2 separate regions of the Gossypium hirsutum genome follow, and region 2 is linked to region 1. Evidence: chromatin contacts called from public Hi-C data. All regions are on one chromosome and are shown on one strand. Each heading gives the region's core, a stretch centred on a gene start, on an enhancer-like site or on the middle of the called end of the contact. The rest is flanking DNA. Distances are from core to core; before and after follow the strand shown.

Region 1 (7,766 bases), core at 2,997-5,496:
TATATCTAAATAGGACTTATATATGTTGAGATTTAAATTATGAAAAATTTGAAAAAATCTTACATATAATTTACACAAAATAGAACCCAAAACTTTGACACTTACAATCCCAAAACATTAAGGCAAAATTTTATTAGTAAAATGGGTTTTTATTTTAAATAATAATAAACCTCAAAATGGAGGATAGTAGGTTAGGTACCTGAGACTGATGAATTCATGTGAAATCTACCTATGAACCATATTTGGGCAAAAAAGCATATACGTAGCAACAATGGAATGTAGATTAAAGAAATCAAATACCTTAACACCTAATAATGTGCATGTCGGTCTCCACATAATTACAGCTATGATTTTGAGCTTCAATGAGTCGAAGCTTCATTAATGTTAAGGGACCACCATTCGGAGATAATTGCCATGCCATGCCTATCCTCAATTGCTCTCTTTCTTCTCTTTTTCCAAAATCACGTTTAAAACTAACCCATCAATCTACGATTTAATGGTTATGGCATGATTTAATTAAAATAAATCTATGATTTAGTATTAGTTTTTTTTTTGGGGGGGGGTCAAAATTTGATCACCACCCATCTTTATGGGCTACAGAGCTGGAAAATGAAAAGTTTAACAAAATGTACAAAAAGGACTTGGTTTAAAGTTAGCATATAGTTTTGGAAGTACACTATTGATGATTTAACTTAAAGAAATCATAAAAAATTCAATTAAATTACTCTATAAACAAACGTGAAGCACTCATGAAAACATAATTGTTAATAAATATTTTATTTATGATGACAATGTATTGCCAAAAGAGAAAGTATCCAAAAGACATATATTGTATTAATTCCCCCTACATGATGCAGGTTGCGAAGATTCAATAGTGGGATTCCATGGCGTTTTGTTGGTTTTTTTTTTTTATCTTTCTAAAATCCCGAGCACATGCATATGGCTAAGCAATGACGTTTAACTGCAAGTTTTTGTACTATTAACTCTCATTAGTTGACTTGGATGCCAAGTTGCAGTTTAAAATTATGCAAATGGGTTCTTAATAAACTTTTTGATATTGAATCCGGTCAATTAAGGTGGTAGGAACTAGGAACGCTCGATTGTTGGAAAAATAAAACTTACTTTGAACTAATTAAGAATAATCAAACTCGATTTATTATTCAGGTGGTTCAACAAATTATTTGTTTAATGCAGTATAAGTCACATTTCTAAAGATTTATGTATACGACATGTATTCATATCTAACATTTTCATACCAATTCAAATAACATATACGAAAAGGGATCTATGGGTCTTGAAATGGCAGAAGGGCATATGGTTTATCCCAAGGAATCTTTTTTCGTTAAGCATGAAAAAGAAAAATTGAACATGGTTAATGCATGTGGCAAAGATTGGTGAGAATTGAGCAACATACTTCTTGTTTTTATCCAAGTAATTTACAAATATTTTTATATAATTAATAAGTTAGTTTTTTTTTGTGAAATACAAGAATAGGATAAAGCCTGAAACAACAAATGCGACTAACGTGACTCGAATCTAGGTTACACCTAGGACGATGAACACTCTGATCATTAAATCATTGCATAGTGTTCAAAACTAACGTGATTTAAACTTTAGCGATTGACTTGAGATTAACAAGTTATTAAATGAAATTATAATAATTTTTTTACATAAAGATAAAAATATAAGTTGAAACTAAAACTTTATAAATTTTTTTATCTTAAATGTTGGATAAAAATTTATCTTATCCGAATTTTATAGAAAGGTTTGGGCAGGTTTATCACAAGTGCCATTGAATCAACTCAAATGTAACCATATAGATAAATGTACAAGAATACCAGATGGATGACAATTATTGGTACTCACATGAACAAGAAAGACCGTTGAATGACCCAAAAAAGCAAGTCCCATAGGAAGAGATCTTATTTCTTGATTTCAGTGCCAATTAATTATTCAAACTAAACTATATGTGTATCAAAGTCATAGTCAGAGAAAAAAAACAAAACAAAAAACAAAAAAAACTTGAGGGCAGGGTTGAAGACACCACAGATGGCTCATATTTAGATGCTGAAACCCAAAGATATCAGTGAAAATATTTGATAAATTCGAATGTCAACTCAATTCATTCATCATTTGATGAATATAAATGTACTCACCGAAAATTTTTATCTCAAAATTAATATAAACATATTTAGTTTTCACCTCAAATTTATTTTCATTGCAAAAATAGGTAAAATTATATGAAAGTTATCTTATTAAGAGTTAAATTATATTTTGTCTATTTTATTAAAAAATGAGTAAATTAATTTTTGCACGCTAGATTAAAGAATAAATTAATCATTTTGTTAAAAAAATTATTAATTTTTACTGTTAAAAACTAGTCACTATACATCAACATAAGGTACATATAGGACACTACATGTCACTATTTGATTATTCCATTAACCACGCCAATCTTTAATAATATAAATGCATTAAATTATTAATAGAAAGGACCGGTTTACTTTTTGATTTAACATATATGAACTAATTTATTTATTTTTAAATAAAAAGACAAAATATAATTTAACTCTTAATACAGGAACTTCCGTAATACTTTTACCTTCAAAAATATTATATCATACCTCACTAATTAACTAGCTTTAATTAACTGCATAAGTTATTGAATATGAGTATTTCAGCTTATATGAGTATTTCAGCTTACAAAAACAAGATTAATTTAGAATTAAGATTAATATATTTTGATAAAAAAAAGATCGCAGTGGACATTATTAGTGCCAAAGTGTCACAGTCAAGTTGCTCCCTGGCAATGTACAAGACAAGAAACCCAGTTACCATCAGGGTTATGAAGTGAAGATTTTAAGCAATATAATTGGACCGGCATTAGCATGTTGAAAATGAAATGCTCATACATTTCCATTATATTTTCCTTTCAGTACAGCTTGGCAGCTGATCATTCCACGGTGGATCGCTCTCCATACACCAAAATTTAACCAATGCCGTTCATATAATGAAACCATATTATATTTTTAAAAAATTATGATGTTTGCTCCTTTGGATGCATGATTTTCCTCCAGGAAACATGGCTTATATATTTAATGACATAATTCCTGACTTCATGATGTCTTTACTTATTTTCCATGTAAATAATTTTGGGTTGAAAAATATCTGAATTAAATTTTTTTAAATTTGTGATCATTGACAATTGACATCGATTATAAAGGAAATAGTTCAATTTCAGTGACATGGGGCTGATAATATTCATAGCTAATAATATAGCAATTAGGCAAAAAAGTATAGTTTTAATGTGTATTTTGGGAAGTCCATGGGAAGCCCTGTCATTTTCATTCAAAGGGTTTTCTAAATAACAATTATATATAAATATATATATATCTTGGCTTGCATATTATGTAAAGTAATTTTCTTGAGCTTTTCAAAGACAGATTTAGGATTGTTTACACCCAAAAAAAGATTATCAATGATTATTCAACTCAATGCTTAGTCATAAATCATATAATAGGCTCTGACCACTAACAATATAAACCCAAATATTCTATTCTTACATTTTTCATAATTATGTGTTCTCCGTATGATAAAAGTAGCAAATATTATAACAATCATTAATTTGGGGTGTATAACATAATTAAATTTGGAATTAAGAAAGTGATGATGATCATACGCTTGCATATGAACCAATAAAAACCAATTTAGTTCATTAAAAGGGGAAAAAAATGACTTTGTGCCTTCATGAAAAGCTTGAGGACTAGGTGCTCGATTTCATGAACCAAAATATAGGTCTAAATATAAATATAATATATATTTAATTGGTTAGATGCCGTCAGCTTGACATGAAATCTTTTCAATATATATGCAGACTAAAGTCAAGTAGCTTTAGTGATGATTAAGAGTAATTCACTAGTTTTTGGACCAACATTTTTTCACTACCATAATTACTGGTTTACAAGACCCTTTCATTTTCAAACCAGTCACCCATCCTTTCCCCCTTTCTTTTTTAATTATGAGATTTTTATAATATATGGTGTTATTTAAAATTAAACCCTTAATTTTTGACACTTTCAATAAAAGAACAGAAAAAATAAATTTCGTCTTGGTGACATAAATGTCTACTAACAAGTAAGATTTTGTAACTTTGAGTTAAGCCCATTTAGTAATATCTCAATCTAAGTGTTCTGTATATACTAACCTAGGCCCGTTTAGGTTTGAGCATAGTATACAGTCCAAATGTGGAAACCATTCATTGATCTTGTATGGATTTATACGTGAGGAAATTGTCACCTTGGCCTGCTTCAGGTATCATAAACTAGCCTCGTGGCAGACGGTACTTGGTTGTAATAATTCAAGGTATGGATAGTATGCAAATCAAAATAATATAATTATATATAATTATTTGATGCAAAATTAGAATTCATCATTGGAATTGATAAAGAACACTAAAATAAATTGATTTTTTGTCTTAATCTCTTCTTCTTCTTTTTTATTTCATTACACAAACCCCTTAGTGATAGAGGTTATAAGGGTGAAGCAAAAAAAACTTTTTTGAGGAGGGGGACGGAATTAAGGTATGCATTTTATGACGGTTGAAATGCATTTTTAAGGGTTAAATTTAAAATTTATCATTTGGTAGAGGGTATAGTATGTAACACCCCTCACCCGTATCTAACGTCGGGACAGGGTTCGAGGTATTACTGGACTTAGACTTTCACCAACATGCAAAACTGGGTCACCAAATTTCGCCCAAAATTTAAAAGTTTTCAAACACATGCATACCGTCCCTTATACAGGCCTTCGAGGCCTAAAACATATCTCGAGGCAGTTCGGAACAAAACAGAGAACATTCGATAAACTTTGGGCAACTTTATAAATTCTCTTACTTTAGTGAGTCACACGCCCGTATGGGTGGGGCCGTGTGGTCACACACGCCCGTGTGGCTTGGGACACGCCCATGCCCTCAGCCTGTTTAACTCTCTGTTTATGACGTCAGCATGCATTTAGGGGCATACGGCCAAGACACATGCCCGTGTGTCTAGCCCGTGCTCGAAACTAACTTAAAATTTTAAGCGCAGGGAACGCACGGCCATACCACACGCCCATGGGGGCGATCCGTGTGTCACACATGGCCTAGACACACACCCATATGTCTACCCGTGTGGACTTTATTAGTTTATTTTCCAAGCCTTTGGCCACCCTCTACCAACCAATCGCACTTATAGGTTACCTTAATACATAATAAGGCCAGGTTATACACTTACATATAACCTTGATAAACCTCATTGCCTGTAAACCTCATATCATCGGTTTTATACATGCTAGGTTAATTCCCTTTTTGTATTAAGGGTTTCCATGTCTCATTGACGCATTTAAGGTTGGCTCATTCTTATAAATCATTGCCAATTATAACCAAGCCATCTCATGTAAACATAAACATGCATAGATTTGTAGGTCATAGCCTACTTCAAAATAAGCCAATTTCCATGGCCAAATACAAGAAGATATGTAATTTTTACAAGCTTTCATATGGTAAATTCAAATGACACATATCACAAAATAAACCAAAGCCCTATACATGCCATTGAACAAAATAAGAGTATCTATATACCAAAGCTAGACTAATTGATAGTGTGTTGACTCTCCAACCATCTTCCAATCTTTACGAGTCCTCGAGCTCTGTAAGATAGGGAAAAGAGAAGGGTAAGCATTTACATGCTTAGTAAGCCCGAATAACTGGAAAGTAAACTTACCAAGTAATAGCATATAACCATATTTAGAAAATATACCAACAAGAATGAAATGGTTTCCCTATCAAATGCACTCAATCAACAAGTTAGTCACAATAATAATACACCATGTAATTTGTTTTAGATGAGCTCATCATCCAATATTTTCATTTTTATATCTCATGTTAATCCCGTTGAGTTTCTTGGAAATCTCAATGGATTATCCATTTACCGTCCAGTCATAAGAGTGATCATCTCATGTACGCACTCCTGCGAACCTCACATCTTACGGCGGGATTACCAGTCCAGGCTAAATCCCTTATAGCGACAAACACCCTTAATGAGCTGGGATCTGAAATACCAGTCCAGGCTAAATTCAGACTCTAATCGGATTACTCGTCCGGGCTAAATCCAAAATGCACACATATTCTTCAGGAGGCTCGATCACTCAAGGAACACTTGTCCGGGCTAGATCCTTTTTATATGTGAGATCAAATGATTACCCGTCTGGGCTAAATCTTTTCTGCAACACATGCAGGATCTCAAGTTATGAAAGCCATGGTTTATCCATTAGATTCCCTTTTCAACCTCAACCGGGACATTTATCGACATGTCATTATTAAGGATGTATTTCATAGATTTTCATGCCATCATCAAATGCAATTACCATACATTCATAAATCATGCAATTAAGCATACTATGAGTTTACTTTAAGTTATCCGAACTTACCCGGTATTTGTCTTGGAATAGTGTGTCGGTTATTCCGAAACTTTTCGTTTTCCTCGATCAACCTCTAAAGTTTGTTCATCGGGGTCTATAAAAATAAAATTAAATTATTAACACCTCACATTATACTTTTCAAGTCTAAATTTCACCCCCGGTCCAAATGACTGTTTTTCCCCTAACTTTTCACATTTTTACGATTTAGTCCCTAGGCTCGTATAATGAAATGCATGCAATTTCTACCTTACCCAAGCCTAGCCTAATATTTTTCCCTCTTATGGTAGCCCACATTTTTTTTATTATTTCTCATTTCTACCACACATTTTACACCTTTTGCAAAAAGGTCCTTTTAAGGGTTTTTCATGAAAATCACCTAGGAAAAGATGTTTAACACACATCCAAGTTTCATTTTCCTCCATAAACCATCAAAATACAAGTAACTCATGCATGGGTAAATTTCTAAACATGAATCCTAGCATGAAATATGGGTAGAAATAGAGAGAGTAAACTACCGAGATTTCAAAAATAAGAAGAATATTAAAAACGAGGCTTGGGAGCATTTACTATTGAGCTTGAAAATGTTGAAAACCCTAGCTATGGTGACTTGAAAATTTCAGCTGGACAAGGAAGAAGAATGGCTGATTTTTGCCTTCTTTTTCCCATTTTATTTCATTAAAATGCCAAATGACAAAAATGCCCTTAAGCCATTTCTTTATAATTTCATCCATACAAGCCCATTTTTGTCCAAAAACTTAAAAATTGGGAAAATTACTCTGTAAGGACCTCTAATTAATAATCTAAAGCAATTTCATACAAATTTATTCTAGAATCCATGTTTTGAAATTTATTCAAATTGGTCTTTATTTTCCAATTGGACACCTTACTCAAAGAATTTCTTCATGAAACTTTAACACATGCATATTCTCATATTCTAGACCTCATAATAATCTTAAAATAAATATTTCAATGTCAGATTTATGGTCCCGAAACCACTGCTCCGACTAGGCCCTATTTTGAGATGTTACAAAGTACATTTTAACCCTTTGCTAACTTATAATTTTATAGGATCAAAAATGTTGTTTTCCCATTTTAGGAGGACCCTAATGTCACCCTTAGGATGTTAAAGTCTTTCTATTAGTTTTAATGCGTGTAACCCTAATAGATAAATGAAATATCAATTTATATATGATCGACTTTTAATCAAGTACATCCATCTAGTAACAAATGAATGAATACGGTTTAATTTACTATTAAAGTATGTAACTTAATTACCTTAAATTTGGCTACTTAATTTTAGATTTAATTGG
Region 2 (7,766 bases), core at 2,908-5,407, 440 kb before region 1:
TTTCGACTCGATTATCTATTTTCAATTCTGTCTTCACCAGAGTATTTACTGCTTCACAAGCTATCATTTAGTACCAATATTACACAAAGTGGCCAATGTTCTCTACTTCCCCTTTAACATGGCCAAATATATCATATAAACTTTTCATCCATTTTTGTTTCTTTTTTACACTTCTAACTCATCTTCCAATAACTATTGGTATATATATATATGTAAAGCAAGCTTCAAAGATTCAAAATCTAAAAAAAAAAAAATTAAAGAAAAACCATACCTTACGCTTGAATTTGAAAGAAAATAATGGAAGAATTTTGTTTTCTTTCAGAAAATAATGGAAGAATTTTGTTTTCTTTTTTCCCCCCTTATTTTGACGTGAAAAAGAAAGAAAGATGAGAAAGATAACATCTTTCTCTCTTTTTTTTTTATGTATTATAATATTAATTTAAAAAAATATTTAAAAGCCATCGTGAAACCATTGCTTTTTTTTTAAGTAATGGAAAAATTGTCACTAAGTCCTTTCCATCAAAATAAAAATAGGATAATTGCACTTTAGTCTCTATGCTTTTTTAACTTATTCAACTTAGTCCTTGAACTCGATACTGAATTTTTAACTTAAGCCTATAGTCCTACTAATAATCCTTTGTGTTTTCATGCCTGGCGGTTTTTTCTAAAAATAATCACAATTTCTTATACTACTATTTATTTATAGATCACTTATTCAAGGACTTCTACCATAAATATTCTTTTTTTTTAAAAGTGGGGATGTTATATGTGGTGAACTACTAATTATGCATTTGGATAATATTATTAATTTAATGTTATGTAGTACTAATTGTGATCTGAAAGCTAATTTGTTATTATTCAATCTTTGTTTTTGTTGTTTTTTTGTAACACAATCAAGAATCATCTATTCGCTTTGGTTGTTTTCAATTTATGACAATTAATATTCTAGGTTCATAATTGAGTAATATTATATATTTAATTTGATATATTTATTTATAAATAATCATTGCAATATATGCAAAAACAATATAAATTATAAATTTGAAGATATAAAATAAACTCAATTAAACAATAGAAAGAAAGAAAAAATCTCAAATGTATGTTTGTTTCATTAAAAATAACTTTTATAAAATATTTTCAGGAAATCTGTCAAACAGCAAAAAATATTTTACACAGATTCATCCAAACACCAGAAAATATTAGCTTTTCTGAAAAATAAGTCATTTTCCGAAAATCATTTTTAATCAAACAAACGGAGCATAAAAATTAATTTAACACAAACCAAATCTAGAAAAATACTCATAGGGTGAATACATAGAACAAGTAGGGGCCTAGGCTGCCCATTGTGCAAGTAGATTAATTGTCTGAGTAAAATCTGATTCGATTCGAAAAACTCGATAAAAAATTTAAAATTTAAATTAAATAGTTCGAGTTATTTGAGTTAATCAAATTATTCGGATCAACTCAAATAAAAAAATTAAGTTTTTCTGTTTAACTCGAATATGAATTACACAATTCGAGTTATCCGAAAATCCGAATAAGAAAAGATAAAACTACGTCGTTTTGATAAATGTTTACCCATTAAGTTAAAAGGCAAAATCATTATATTGTTCATGTAGTTAAATAATCTTATACTTCGTTTACTAGTTAAATAATTGGTCCATCTAAACGCAACATTAAGTATAAATAACAGGATTCGTTAACTCGACTCAATTTGAGTAGGATTCGTTAACTCGACTCAATTTGACTCGAAATTTTTTTACTTGATTCGATTCGATTCAAAAAAATTCAAATTGAGTTTGATTATTAAAATAGGATTTGTCAACTCGACTAACTCGAAAATTTTTTACTCGATTTGACTCGACTCGATTGAATGCTCACCCCTAGTTGTTATGTTAGGGTGAGTTTAGATGGATGGTGTATTTACCTATGGTTAGTGTAAAAATAGTGATAGTGGTAAGATTAGACACTATAGCGTGAGACAAAAAATAAGCTAAATGCACCGTACTGTACCCAATCACCTATCCAAACCCACCCTTAATAATTTTAAAAAATTTATCATTCAGTTTAAGTTTTTTTAATACAATATTCATATTTTGACCTTAAAATTTTCGAATTTTATTTCGACTCCCCTAAATAAAAAATTCTAATCTCATCCTTCAATACTCATATTTAACGAGGCTTAAACCTAAATTCTAACCAATTGGTTTTCAACCAAAATTTCAAACAAATTTTTTAAAGGAATACATAATATTTTAAAAGTATATTTTTTACATAAATTTTTAGTAGACATTTTGCTTTTGTATTTCTATTTGACTTGTTACCGATAAACTTCTTATTTAATAATAGCATGATATAATTATAAGATATTGAACAACTGACAAAGAGTGAATTAAATTTATTTTTAATGGCAACGGAAAAAATAAATGCATCAAATAAGTATATGCTCATTTTTATTTTTATCTTTTTTGAAATTAAAATGCTAAAATTTTAATTAATTAGAATAAATGAAATGTGAGCCTCAACAATTCATTCATTTCATGATTTCCAGTTTGGCAGCTTTGGCTAGCGTGCTTTCATTCTTTCCCCTCTTAGGGAAAATTTTCTAAGATTTTGGAACCTTATCCACCAAACACTGAATCGTTACTATTTTGAAGGGTTTCTTTTTTCATGCTACGTATTCTTGGATTCCAATTAAACTCGGATTATATTTTTAATTTCAAGATAAAATTCTTTTAGCATTTTTTTCCGTACATAAAATTTGAATTTTAGGTAATAGAAGTATTAAATTCTTTAAAAAAAATTATTTAACTGTAAAAATATTATGGAAGCTCATGTATCAAAAGTCGGATTGTATTTTGCTATCTCTAATAGAAAAAAATAGACAAAGTAATTCATGTATGTTAAATCAAAGAGTAAATTGATCATTTTATTAAAAATTAGTCCCTATATATCAACATGAGGTACACGTGGCATGTTGAGTGTCACTATTTGATTATTCCTTCAGCCACATTAGATTTTAACAATACAAATGGATGAAACTTTTAACAAAAATAATCCAATTATTTTTTATTTAACATACAATGACTAATTTACCCATTTAATAGAAATGATAAAATGTAATCTAACCCTTTATACAAGAACCTCTACCATACTTTTACCGATATTTAATTCTTTATTGCTCAATGTAATAAACACGTGAATTATTTTGAAAAAAGAAAGTTTGAACTCTTGATCACAAATCACATAGAATCAACTTTCAAGCTACACTTAATGTCCTGGTTAATTTATTTCCCAGTTCCTTAATTCAAAATAAAAGACAAACAACTTTGGCTTACATGTAGTGGCACTATACATAGAGGCTTTACTTGAAAACGAATTGACATAACATTCTTTTTTCTTGCAGCCTAAAAAGTGACCAGTTTCACGTGAATCTGTATTGTTCAAAATGATTAACACACGTTGACATTTAGGGACGTCCAAACATTTTGATGGTGACTTGAGGTTTAAGAATGGTTTTCCAATGGGCAAAATAGACCATGAGTAGTACATAAAGGGAGCCATCACAAGTAGTTTACTCGATGGTGACAAAGAAAGTAACAAATTTGTTTGGAATATAGAAAGAAACAAAGGAGAATGACAGAGAATTATTGAAAGGTGATATGGTATTCGAAACGAATGATGAATTACCTTCCATTATGTTGTTAGAGAGAGTTGATGGCTTGGTGAAGCAAAGTATAATGAGAACAATGGCAATCAAGTTATTAGGGAGGGTGATTGGCTTCAATACTCCCTTGAAGAAGAAATATGCTCTATGGGTAGTTTTTAGTCAGGGTACAGCTTAGACATCTTCCTTTTCCTTTTCGATTGCACAATCCTACCCACTAAAGTGTTATTGCGTGGATTAGACTGAATTTTTAAATGTCTTGGTTCTTTAAATTAAAGGTGAGTATTGCATTATATAATCTTTTTAGTGTTTACCAGCATAAATATAATCACAAATAATGCAAGAGAGAATCTAAGTTGATGAGGAGTTATATTATGTTTTTTGGTTGGATCGGGGTGGTTATTGGACTTTAAAGAATGCAAGTGAGTTTAGGCCCATTTTGTTGGATCGATTTAGACTCCCTTGCTTCTCCAGCTAAAATACATGTGAATTAGAGTCCAACGACTTGAAAATTGGACTCTTAATGACACAACCTTATAGATCTATGGTGGACATTATGGTTGGCCCAACTTAACATAATTTTATTTTTATGCATTTCACATTTAAGTGATGCTTTGGGAATATAGTAACCATTCTTGTTGTGGGGTAAATTTTTTTATATTTTTTTAAATAAAATTTCAAAGTTGGAATTATCTGAATGCAAAAATAGTATTACGAAAACTTTATTCCTTAATTAAGCTCCACCTTAACTCAATTTGGAATTTGGGATATAATAGAAGTAACTATTGAATATGCAACAGTCTTTAAACTACTTTTAAGGAGTAATTCTACTTAAAAAAAAAAAAAGATTGATGATTTCTTTTTTCAAATATGATCTTAATTATAACATACGACTTGATATCAATCTAGGTGGCTTGAAACATTAGTTAACTTTGCAATGTTTTGGATGGGTCTGAGTGTTTTTTAACCTTTTTAAGTTTTAAAATTTTATATTATTCATAAATTTATTTAAGATATTATTCATTTAATCATTTTATTATTATTTATATTATTGTCAGTATAAGAGGACATAAATTTGAGTGTGAAAAACACATAGATTAGGGAGAAATTCTGAAAAGTTCTAAACATTATACGAATAAAATATTTAATTAATTTTAAGAGTTTTTAATTCTTAATTAATTCATTACATAGATTTCTGTTATACATTAAATGGTTGCTGTTAATTATTATTTGATAATGACCTATTTGACCCTCAAATTTTACAAAAGAAAAGAGTCATTTTAGCCCTCTAGTTAATTTTTCGCTCCTTTTTAACTCATGAACTTGTATTTATTGTCAAATCATTCAAAAATTAATGAAAAAGTTAAAGTTTGTTGATGTGGCATACATGTAGATTGCTACGTAGATGATATGTCAACATCTAATTAGTTTTTTAAAATTTTAAAAATATTAATTTTTTTATAATTTGTATACTTGTTAAATAATTTTAAAAATAATTTTTTAATTTTAAAATTTTAAAAAATTATTAAATGATTACGTGTCATTCACGTGTATGCCAACTCAATAAAGTAAAAAAATATTAATTTTTCTATCTCTTTTGGGGTGATTCAACTGCAAGTTTAGTGGCTAAAAAAGCGAAAAATTAAAAGGAGAGTTAAAATGATTCTTTTTGTAAAGTTGGAATATCAAATAAATATTTATACTTTTTTATTTTTACTTTTTAAAGAATTTATATTTATTTTAAATAATTTTATATCTTTGCTTAAAACACTGTTTATGATGACCCTCCACGTTATACTACACCACGTAAATTGTCCAACTCTACCATCATCTTCCCCTTGTCAACTAATTGTAACGCTTAGTTAATATCTTTGAACTGCCCTCTAGACCACTATATAGTTCAACATCATTTAATCAAATGAATTGAATGTTTAACTTGCAAAAACAAAATTAATTTAGCGAGTCAACTTTTCACATGCAAACTAAAATATATGGTCCGTCGTAGGAGTGTTTATAGTTCGGTTAAAATAGAATTATTGATCAAGTTGATCTAATTCGGTTAATCAGTTAGTGGTCGAATTTAATTCAATCGATTAATGATTTTTTAAAATTTCGGTTATCGGTTAATTCGGTTCGAATAAGATATTAACCGAAATAAAAAATAAGTAATATATATTTTTCATATTAGCAATGTATTCTTTGAACTATTAAAAAAAGAAAATAAATATTAGCAATGTTTTTTTTAAAATTTTAAAAAATTATTATATGATTACGTGATACGAACTCGGTTGTAGATGTTATGAGTCGTATTAGTTTGCCCAATCATGAAATGGGTAAGGTTATGTTCGTTTCAAGTTAAATGGAAAAGTTAGAATATTTGGACTCAAACACGGTTCAAAATAAGATGGCTAAATACAGAAATGGATAGTTTGGCTAAGGGCCGAGAATGAATCAAAAACAATATTGGAATAGTTGACCCAAATATCAAAGTAGCTCTTAGATGGATTTCGAGTTAGGAAAAATTAGTAAGAACCTTGACCCACTATCAAAAAGTGATAGGAACCAAAGGTATATGAACACCACACCAAAGGTGATAAGTTCGGTTTAGTAAAAGGGAAAGAATGACGCCACAAGACAACTTGATAAGTCAATTCAAACCTGAAAAGAACTATGAGAATTGGATATCTCACAAGTTTCAATTTAAACATAAATTTAGCAAAAGTCCCTCAAACAAGCTGATTACAACGTATTTATAATGCTAACTAATGCCTAGCCGAATAGTCATTTGGATTCAGCTTAAATGAGCTGATTTAATGAGCTTGAATGCTTAGGCTGAAAGAATTCATTCTTGAGCAGCCAAAGAGTTTAGAATAAGCTTTAAATTCTCCCTTGGGTAGGCAAATAGACACTAGCAATATTGATGACATTTTTGGGCACACAAACAGACCATGGTGTGAACATTAAGAGGCAATCGGTTATGGAATGTGAAAAGAATTCATGAACTGAATGGCCATGTGTGAACACTCATTGGTCTATCACTATTCTTAAATAGTTCCTTGGAGAAGAGGAATAGACTCGAATTAAATGGTGCATAATACTCTCCTTAAATGTTGTCCAAGTACATAACTGACATAACTGATTCCAGCTGAATAGTCACCTATAAGCATTAATTGATATTCAGCCAAAAACAACTTAATAAGCTTAATTAATAGACTTAATTAATAAGCACATTTAACACTTAACTAACTTAATTAATAAACTTAAAAACACATTAGCAATAATTTATTCCAACAACTCAATTATTAACTAAGATGAGTTTAATTAAAAATAAAGTTCAACTTGCAATAAATTGCAAGGGACACTTATTGAACTGGTCCAAGCATAATCAATGGATTCAACTACTTACTCTCCCCAAACTCGATCAACATAGCTTACTAACGCATCTTCGAACCTCTTAGCACGAGACCGAGTTATAGGTCCTTGTGGCAGCTCAACAGGTTCGGTGGCAACTTTCCCAGCTAGGGTCGCATCATCCCCTCTCTTCGAGGCGATTTGTCCCCAAATCGTCGCCTACATCAAAAATGGATAAATCAGCAACGTTAAAAGTAGCATTAACCCCATACTCACCACATAAGTTTAACTTATAGGCATTATCGTTAATCCTTTCCAATATTTGAAAAGGACTGTCTTCTCTTAACAAAAGTTTGGATCGTCTTTGAGCTGGAAATCTCTCCTTATGCATGTTAATCCAAACCCAGTCACCGGGTTCAAACGCCACTCGTTTACGTCCCTTGTTGACTTTACGAGCATATTGCTCGGTTCTTTGTTCAATATTATCCCTAACTCACTGATGTAATTGTTTCACAAATTCTACCTTTTTCTTTCCGTCTACATGCACCAACTGATCAGAGGGTAAAAGCAACAAATCCAACAGAGTTAAGGGATTAAAACCATACACTACTTCAAATGGCGAATACTTAGTAGCTGAGTATACCGATTGATTGTACGCGATTCAATATGGGGTAGACACTTCTCCCAAGTCTTTAGATTCTTTCAAATAATTGCCCGCAATAGTGTTGACACAACCCGATTAACAACC

Evidence for each region. A called contact is a pair of places that touch in the nucleus more often than the background predicts.
Region 2: a contact with region 1 is called in a Hi-C map of leaf, with 2.8 times the contacts expected there. The contact joins two enhancer-like sites. A contact is called at or near these places in 2 of 34 Hi-C or Micro-C datasets (both in leaf).

Annotation. Positions count from the first base shown.
Region 1 is chrA04:70,319,196-70,326,961 of Gossypium_hirsutum_v2.1, reverse strand. No RefSeq gene overlaps it. Among protein-coding and RNA genes, the nearest start is that of LOC121228731, 10 kb to the left of the region's middle. Within about 2 kb of position 4,246, at least 2 of the 9 cell types and tissues checked have an H3K27ac peak or open chromatin away from gene starts, as enhancers often do. A contact at or near this core is called in leaf, where this site is marked.
Region 2 is chrA04:70,763,187-70,770,952 of Gossypium_hirsutum_v2.1, reverse strand. No RefSeq gene overlaps it. Among protein-coding and RNA genes, the nearest start is that of LOC107948822, 14 kb to the right of the region's middle. Within about 2 kb of position 4,157, at least 3 of the 9 cell types and tissues checked have an H3K27ac peak or open chromatin away from gene starts, as enhancers often do. A contact at or near this core is called in leaf, where this site is marked.